Linked DNA regions of Mus musculus: region 2 is linked to region 1. A link is a contact called in public ChIA-PET data. All regions are on one chromosome and are shown on one strand. The core of a region is the stretch at or near the end of the contact, and the rest is flanking DNA. Distances in the headings are between cores, read along the strand shown. Region 1 holds the start of Kmt2a (lysine (K)-specific methyltransferase 2A). Region 2 holds the start of Scn4b (sodium channel, type IV, beta).

What was found. ChIA-PET counts read pairs in DNA pulled down with a chosen protein or histone mark.
Region 2: an RNA polymerase II ChIA-PET map of effector CD8 T cells shows a contact between it and region 1, with 23 read pairs. The contact joins the promoter of Scn4b here to the promoter of Kmt2a in region 1. A contact is called at or near these places in 12 of 39 promoter capture datasets (cranial neural crest, embryonic stem cells, frontonasal cranial neural crest and 6 more), 1 of 484 Hi-C or Micro-C datasets (the P5424 cell line), 5 of 115 datasets of contacts at active chromatin or transcription factors (effector CD8 T cells, embryonic stem cells, large pre-B cells and 1 more) and 1 of 9 other capture datasets (embryonic stem cells).

The regions. Positions count from the first base shown.
Region 1 is chr9:44,879,384-44,883,474 of GRCm38.p6, reverse strand. It overlaps Kmt2a (lysine (K)-specific methyltransferase 2A), which reads left to right and starts at 2,186. Exons shown (of 36, transcript NM_001357549.2): 1 at 2,186-2,626. The coding sequence starts at 2,201. It overlaps Gm39326 (a long non-coding RNA gene), which reads right to left. Exons shown (of 4, transcript XR_870694.3): 2 at 772-3,983.
Region 2 is chr9:45,136,489-45,140,579 of GRCm38.p6, reverse strand. Scn4b (sodium channel, type IV, beta) reads right to left here and starts at 1,956. Exons shown (of 5, transcript NM_001013390.3): 1 at 1,478-1,956. The coding sequence starts at 1,538.

The sequences.
Region 1 (4,091 bases), core at 937-3,436:
TACGCAGAATCTAACGGGTTTGTTTTCTCAAAGGTGGAGGGCGGGAAGAAATCCTGTTGACACAGTTATATAAAGCCTGTCACTCAGTCCCCTGCCTACTACCTCTGAAGGCCGTTATGCATATTAAAGAAGGGGGGCGGCAAATACAAAAGAAAAATAAACGAGAGAGAGTGAGAGAGGGAACAAATCAGGATGCTTGAGGGAATCCACGTGGTCGCCAATCTGTAACTGATCAGAGCAGCTATACTGAAGCAAAACCCCAGAGCCTAACGCAAAAATACATTGCAATAGAGAAACCGTCCACAATGGGGTGTGTTATGTCCTAAGCAGAGTCTTGGGGCTGCTGTTTAATACCCTTTCGCAGCTCCCATCCTCTCGGCGCCTAGTAAGCCACGAGAAGCAACAACGGAATCTGGTTGTGCGTGCGTAGTGTGAATGTGCGTTTTGCAAACCATCTGGGCTCCATCCTGCGTGGTTGGAACGATGATCGATCCCGGACGAGTTTGGGGAGTTGGGGCTTGACTATGTCTCCTCCCCTTCTCTGTTCCTTTCCTCGCTCCCCCCCCCCCCTCCCCATTTTCTCCTCAGGCACAGACGTCTCTCCGTAGGAAGGACGTAGATTTTTCAGCACCAGGAGGCCGTGGACCTCTGGAGGCGTGCAGTACACCCTCCAGTGGGCTGGAGCTGGTTGCTACCTGCCTTACTATGAACCACCCTGTCGTTCCCAAATCTGCCACCCGGGGAGGTCCTGGTTAGAGCAGCGCCGGGTACCGGTGCGGGAGACCTGGACGGCTGCATGACCTTCCTGCGAACTCCACCTCGGCTGGGGGTTGGGGGAGATGGAGGCTGCTCCGGGTCTGCAGGCAGTGTATCGATCCCTAAGCCTCAGCCAAGGCAAATTCTTCGGGCAGCAATCTCTCCCTCCCTCCTTGGCTTTTCCATCCCCGCAGGCTTCTAACGCCTCGCTGGAGGCGCCGTCTCCCATTTCCTGCAATAAAGTAAATCCCGTGGATATTCACCCCACCATCAACCCCCGGCACTGCCCTACCCCTCTTCCCTCCCTCTCGGCTTGCTAACCCTGTGTATCATAATGCCCTACGCCGGGCTTCAAACCCCCCCCCTCCCAATCATGAGAAATGTGCTGGCGAGCCCCCTCCCTCCGTGTGCATACATTAGGGTCTGCTTTGCATGCAGCGGCAGGCTGGAAGCGGAGGAAGAAGGGGCGGGGCGCCTTTGCCCGCCTCTTCCCTCCAGGCCCTGTCCGTTAGCCACCCAGTTTCAGCTCCGTTGTAACGCCAGGTCGTTTGCGGAGCGCACGCTGTGGCTCCAACGCCTGGACTGGGAAAACACACCCCAACTCCGGAGAAGGGCACGGAAACCAGAAGCCCCTCACCTCCCTCCAGCGCACAGTGGAGCGAGGAGGTGGCAGAGGCCGACCACACGGTTGTGTGGATTTTGGAAAGAGCTCCAAGCGTGAAGATGGGAGGGGCTCCTCTTTTATTGGATTTTATTTTTTTAAGGCGCGTTCGCCGAGAGCCTTGCCATTTTGCATAGAATCAATTGGGCGACGCTTGGGTTTTGCATGGAGTACAATGGAGCTTTCTGGATTCTAGAAGCGTTCCATAAGGGCTAAGCCCGCCGCTCTCCAAAGCGGCGGAGAAGGCTCGCTCCTCCGGGGACCCAGCAGCCGCGCCGCACTGGAAGCGGTTCTCCTGGGCCGCTCAAGTCCCTGCGCGTCCCGGGAACGTGTGTAATCGGCTTCTCGGCTCTCTCGGCTGCGGGCCACCCGCTCCCTCCGCCTCCATCCTCCCGCCGCCCTCGCCCCCTCCCCCCTCTCCCCGGAACCCGCCTCCGCTCCGGGCTCCAGGGCTTCCTTCCCCCCCTCATCTTCCCTGGCGCTGCCGCTCCCGGAGGGCGGGGCATGCACTTATCCAGGTTGCCGGGCGGGAGGAGCCGGGCCCGGGGCTCGGCATAGAGCAGCGGCCTCCGGGCGGCGGAGGCGGAGGCCAGAGGCTCATATGCAGATTGCAGGGCAGGCGGGCGCCACCCGGCGCTCGGCATAGCGGGCCGCGGGGTACGGCCATCTGGGCGGCGCCAGGCGGGTTAGGCAGGTTCCGGGGCCCGCCGCTCCCCCCCCTCCGCCTCCCCGCCCCCCTGTGTTGTCGCCTCTCCCTCTCGCTGCTTCACTTACGGGGCGAACATGGCGCACAGCTGTCGGTGGCGCTTCCCCGCCCGACCCGGGACCACCGGGGGCGGCGGCGGCGGGGGGCGCCGGGGCCTAGGGGGCGCCCCGCGGCAACGCGTCCCGGCCTTGCTGCTTCCCCCCGGGCCCCAGGCCGGCGGTGGCGGCCCCGGGGCGCCCCCCTCCCCCCCGGCGGTGGCGGCGGCGGCGGCGGGAAGCAGCGGGGCTGGGGTTCCAGGGGGAGCGGCCGCCGCCTCAGCAGCCTCTTCGTCGTCCGCCTCGTCTTCGTCTTCGTCATCGTCCTCAGCCTCCTCAGGGCCGGCCCTGCTCCGGGTGGGCCCGGGCTTCGACGCGGCGCTGCAGGTCTCGGCCGCCATCGGCACCAACCTGCGCCGGTTCCGGGCAGTGTTTGGGGAGAGCGGCGGGGGAGGCGGCAGCGGAGAGGTAAGGGGGCGAGGAACCCCAAGGTCCGGGGTCTCGACCCTCTGAAGAACCCCTCCCCTCCCCCATGCAGGTCTGAGGAGCATCCCAATTCTGGAAACATCCTGGGGTCCCTAACGTGGGGCAAATGGCCCTCCCATCTCAGGACCCCCGTTATGGGCTGCAGACCCCCAGGCGCCCTTACCCGAGGGCTCAGACCCTTCTAGTTGAGGGCCTTTAGCCCCCGTCCCGCCTTCTTCCCCTGGACCCTTCCCCAAATCCCTTGGCACAGACCCCCTTGCGGGGGTTTCCCATCCCGGGACTGAACCCCTCCTCCCTTTCACAGATTACCTCATCCGAGCCAGATTCCTCCCTCCCTCTGCCAGAGACCTGATCCCGCCACATCTCCGCCTCCTTCCCTGGGCAGATGTGTTACTCCTAGGGCAGTCTTCCCCCTTGGACATCTCTCGGGTGGTGGCTTCATCCAGAGCCAGGTTCTTATCCTGGCCCTTGGGAAATCCAGGTCCCTTCCTGCACCTTGCTTCTGAAAACCTGACCAACCCTCCCTCCCTCCCCAGCCAGGTCTTCACCTTGCCAGTCACTCCCCCTTGTCTCACCTCTACCACCAGCCCACTCCCACCTCCTGCACACCAGGCCTCCTCGTTCCGCCCTACCCCTCGGGGAAAGCTTTCTCTCTACCTTGTCGTTCTCATCTCTCCTGCGAAGATAACAGTGCTCTCCCCAGCGTTGTCTCTTTCCTCATCTTCCAGGGCTACGTTTCCTAGGCTGCTGGTGTCAGGGATTTACCTCCAACTCCACCCCTTTCCCTCCTTTAGAGGAAGGACCAGAGGTGTGTTCGAGGGAAAATGGTCCAGTGTTCCCCTAGGCTTGGAGCAGAGCTACTTTCTAGCATTCTCCTTGAGAGGAGCAGGGTTTCTCTCCAGCTCTTGAGAAAGGGGGCCCCGGTGAGGGGTGATGTTTGTGGGGGAACTAGGACTGCATCCTCCCAAGGGAAGCAGCTGCTCTCTTACCCCACCCACTGCGCCTGAGAGCTTGCAGCCTCTGGCCCTGGCTCCCTCCCGCCCTTCTCTTTTTCTCGTCATTTCATTATTGATCCACCTTTTCCTAGGCCAATCCTGGGTCTTGGAAGGGGGTGGAGGAAAGCCGGGTTGGAATGAGAGTAGATAAAAGGACAGTTTTGCCTTAGTGTGGTGGCGTTGGTTGTTGATGCTTTGGGTTGGGAGAAAGAGGAGGGTTATGAAGCCAAGTTAGTCTTTCTGCGATTCCTAGTGGGAGACTCAAGGTGGATGAGGTAAAGGCTGAGAACCGGGATGCTCCGATGAACGGAATTCAGCCTTTTTCAGCAAAAAGGAAAGTTGCCCTGGGAAGGGAAGTTGAGTTCAGGTTCAGTCAATGGCTATGCGCATTTGTTTTCCATTGGATGCAGAAAGGGCAGTTTGAATCGCAGGGGAAGGGGGGGGGGGGAATG
Region 2 (4,091 bases), core at 707-3,206, 260 kb before region 1:
AAACTCCCTGCCCTATTCATACCAAAGCTCTGCCCTGCTCTCCACTTACCCCCTCCCCCATCCAGTACCTAGAGCCCTCTTGGCTGTCCACAGAAGCCTGCTTCTATGGATAGTCTAGCAGGGCAAGGCCTAGCCCTCCCTTGACCAACCAAACACGGGGGTAAAGCAACCCACGACATACAGTGGCTGGTTTAATGACTGGAGCTTTGGTACCTCTGAGACCTCTCATCCCTACCGTGGCCACAGGAGAGCCCCAGGATGATCCAAGTGTGGACTCCAGTGGAATGACACTGTACCCATCCCATGAAGAAGAGCTTTGGACTTTAAAAGAGTCACCATGAAACCTGTACGACATCTGTATGGTATGGAACAAAACATCAGTGCCCTATATCTGATGGCCTCCGGGAGGTAAGGCAGAGCTCAGGAGCAAAAAGAACACAGTTCCCAACACCTGATGGGTACGCATAGGACAGATCTGCACGTGAGTTCCAGGCGCAAGAGCAGCAGTGGCTTCCTATAAGAGGCCTGTGCCCCCTGCTTCCAGCACAGATACCTCCACCATGTGCCTGATCCAGTGGGGGGTGGGTGGGTGGGTTATGCTGTCAAAAACCAAACTTGACTTTATATAAACAGGAAGAGGCACAGGTGCCAGAGACGGAGTCAGCTTACATTGGAAGTCAGGCTGTGTAGAAGATTAGATTCTGGTCTGGACTAATAAATACCATTGCTTAATCTCTTGGAGTTTGACACTCAAAACCATCATGTGAATATTAATAGATAGCCATAAGAGTCTATACCCTCTGTGTCCTCTGGGCCTGACTCCTCTCTCTTCCCAGCCTTCCCCAAAATGAAAAGCCAGTAGCAAGCCAAACAGGTCTTTCCCCAAAGAAACCCTTTAAAGGAAGAGGGACAAGGACCTTCTGAAAAGGTGGCCTTTGAGTGGTCCTCTGGGTTCTTCTAAGTCCTTCCAGCATTTGAAAGAGTGGCAATGGACACCAGAAAGGAAGAAGTGGGGAGAACCTGGCGAAGAGTCGGGAGGGAGACCCTCGTCCCCCATTGGAGCATTTCCTGCTGCCAGGGAAGCAAGCAAGTCAATAGTACTAGGCAAGAGCGGCAGACACCGCTACACCTGCAAACTCCCTGGAGCCCCCACACTCAAGGCAGTAGACACCCCAGCCCCCACCCCACCAGCATGCCTTAACTCCGGTCTCAGGAGGATTTCCCTGCTGCAGCTCCAACACCTAGCTCCAAAAGGCATCAAAGAAAGCAAGAAACTCACTGCCCGGGTGGCAGGGGTTGGGGAAAATGCACAAGGTTCCCAGGGAACATAGTCTTAAAGCTAAGGGTCCGGAGGAAGACCGGCATCCCAATCATTTGGTGCCACCTTGTCTAAGGCACTTCTCTTCACCTCCTTCAGGATGGGGTGGGGTTAAGAAAGAGGCGAGAGAGAGAAATGACAAAGCTGGGGCTATCTTACCCAAAAGCCCAGTGCCCAGCCATCTCGCCTGAGTATTGCCTCGGTTCCCAGCCCGGGACATGGTCCTGTTCTCTCTGGAGCGCTCCGGGGGCTTGGGATGGAATAGTGGGGACAGCCGGGCTCTCCACCCGAGGTCGTCTGTGGGCCCCGCAGCTGCCAGGGGAGCTCCGAGCCGCGGGTCGGGGCTCCGGAAAGTTAGCCGCGAGAGAGCGAGACGAGGGGGAGACCAAGGAGGGGGAGGCGCGCCCGCCGCCTCTTGGAGCCGGCTGCAGGAGCCGGGGCTGGAAGGGGGAGGAGGAGCCGGAGCTGAAGGGAGGACGCCGGGGCGAGCGGCACTGCGATGCGCCTCTGCTCTGGAAGCGCTCCAGCCGCAGGAGGGGCGGCGTCCCCGTCGGTTTCGCACAGTGCCCGTTGCGCCGTGTATCACGGCCGTAGGGTCCAGCCTGGGCAGCCCTCTTCCTCTCCAGCGGGACGGGAATGCTGCGGCTTGGCACTGCAGGGCCAGCCCGCAGACGCCCGCATCATCCCAAGCGCCGAGCTGCCAATTAGGAGAAGAGTTCACGGGGGAGTAGAGGTGGAGCTTTTAGGTTTGTTGGAAGGCTGTTTTTGTTCCGCTCAGAGAACACGAGTAAGGGCAGCGGCTGCCTCTCCGGGGACCGCCGGGAGGACATCCGCAGCGGGCGCTGCCGCAGCCGGTGGGCGTGTGCCGGCTTGCCCGCTGCGGACGACCGGTACAGCCCTGAACCAACACGCGTCGCCTCCAGCCGCGCCGCTCATTCGCTCTGCGGATGGCTTTTAGGCTGTGGCAAACCTAGTTTCCCCTGCAAAGTCTCCTGCACGCCGCCCACCAACCCATTTCTGCACAGACTCTTTGCTTCTTAGAGGGTTGGCAGGCAGTCACTTGGAGACAGCGTGCTTTGCCCCCAGCGCGGGGAGGCGGGGGTGGGGAGGCAACCGTAAACACCAAGAAGGTCCCCCCTCAAGACCTCTAGTCAACTACTCAAGCTACCCTCCAGGACAAATCCTCCTCACTGTCCGGAGACCAGTTAAACCTTGGAAATACACCCTCCACCTCGCCACACCCTCCACCCATCTTCCAACCCGGAGTTCCTGAAAGGCTTCAGCGCCATAAGAGACCATTGAGGTTGTATACAGAATGTTAACTGTCTGCGGGGAGAACCTTGTTTTCTTTTGCTTCGTTGGTTGTCATGGTAGTTGAACAGCTCTGATGCCCTGTGTTTGCTGCTGGAGAACTCTGAACAAAGCACACAACTTTTCTGGAGAATTCTGCTGTCTGCTGGATGGTGACCCCATGATATTTACCTCCTGATGCAAAATAGCATCATCCTCAATGCTAGGCAACAGGGAGGGCAGCCCTGGGCTCCTAGTTTTAGGGGACCTCATGCTAGCCCATGAGTCCAGGGAACACACCTCCTCTGAGTTCTAAAGGGTTCTGGGGATCCAAGAATCTAGTGTTTCCCCTAGGGGTTGCTGAGTTGGACTCCTCTTGGATAAGTTTGATAAGCAGGTGGGTGGTTCCTGAGTGGAACCCCAGTCGCTGCAGGACCAGTCACAAAAGCAAGATGACTGGGGAAGAGTCTGAAAAGAAATCCCATCTTCTAGGCCACCATGGAAAAGCAGTCAGAGGCCGAGGATGGGAGATAAACTTTACTTAATGATCCTGAGTTGCTGTTCCTGCTGTCATTGCTGTAGTGGTGGTGGTTTTGAGACAGGAGTTCTCTGTGTAGCCCTGTAGGCCAAACTGTCCTGGAACTCAGAGATCGCCCTGCCTCTTCTTCCCCTTCCTGAGTGCTGGGATGAAAGGTGTTCTCCACCACGCCTCTATCCTGATTTATTACCTACATTGAGACTTGTGTGCCTTTTTGCACCTGTATCTTGCACCAGGCCTTTCCAACATTAGAAATAGAACTGGATGTAAAGACTCAGAGAGATAAAGACGTGTTAGCACGCTTGGCAGAGCCCTGGGCACACAGGCTGAACACACAACACATCTGAGTTCAAAGAAGCCTGGGGCCCCAGAGGGGAAGCTACGTCCAGGAGAGGTTTTGACCTTTGGGAGGGCCTGCCACTGTGCAAGCAAGGCCAGGCATCCAGGCTGCCTGTGTTATTTTTACAGCAGGGTCATGTTTCTCCCAGCTCTAGGCTGAGGTGAGAGGAGGTGAACCAATGGGAAAGAAAGTGACCCCTGCCCGGAAAACAAGGAGGGAGGGGGAATAGAACTCCAGAGATATCTTTAGATCCCGGTGGCAGAGGGAAGTGACCAGTCCCCCCCCCCAGTGCCCTACCCCCACACACATCTCCTAATCTCTTGCTGTTCCCTGAATGTTTTAGCTGACAGGACCCTTACTGTGCCCTCACACCTCCCAAACACACACAGAGGAATATGTGGGCCAGGGATGGAGTGTGTGTGTGTGGGCCAAGGTCACAGACAGAGTCCCGGGTAAATCCAGGCTTGGTGCCTCTCTGAGGCTTGGTTTCACAACTCCAGCTCCTAGCTGTTCTCTGAACACTAGCAGGGCTCCCAGCTGGGCAGAACAAGGACTTGGGAAACACAAAGCAGGAGTGGGCTGAGAGGCGTTTACATCCCTAGAGC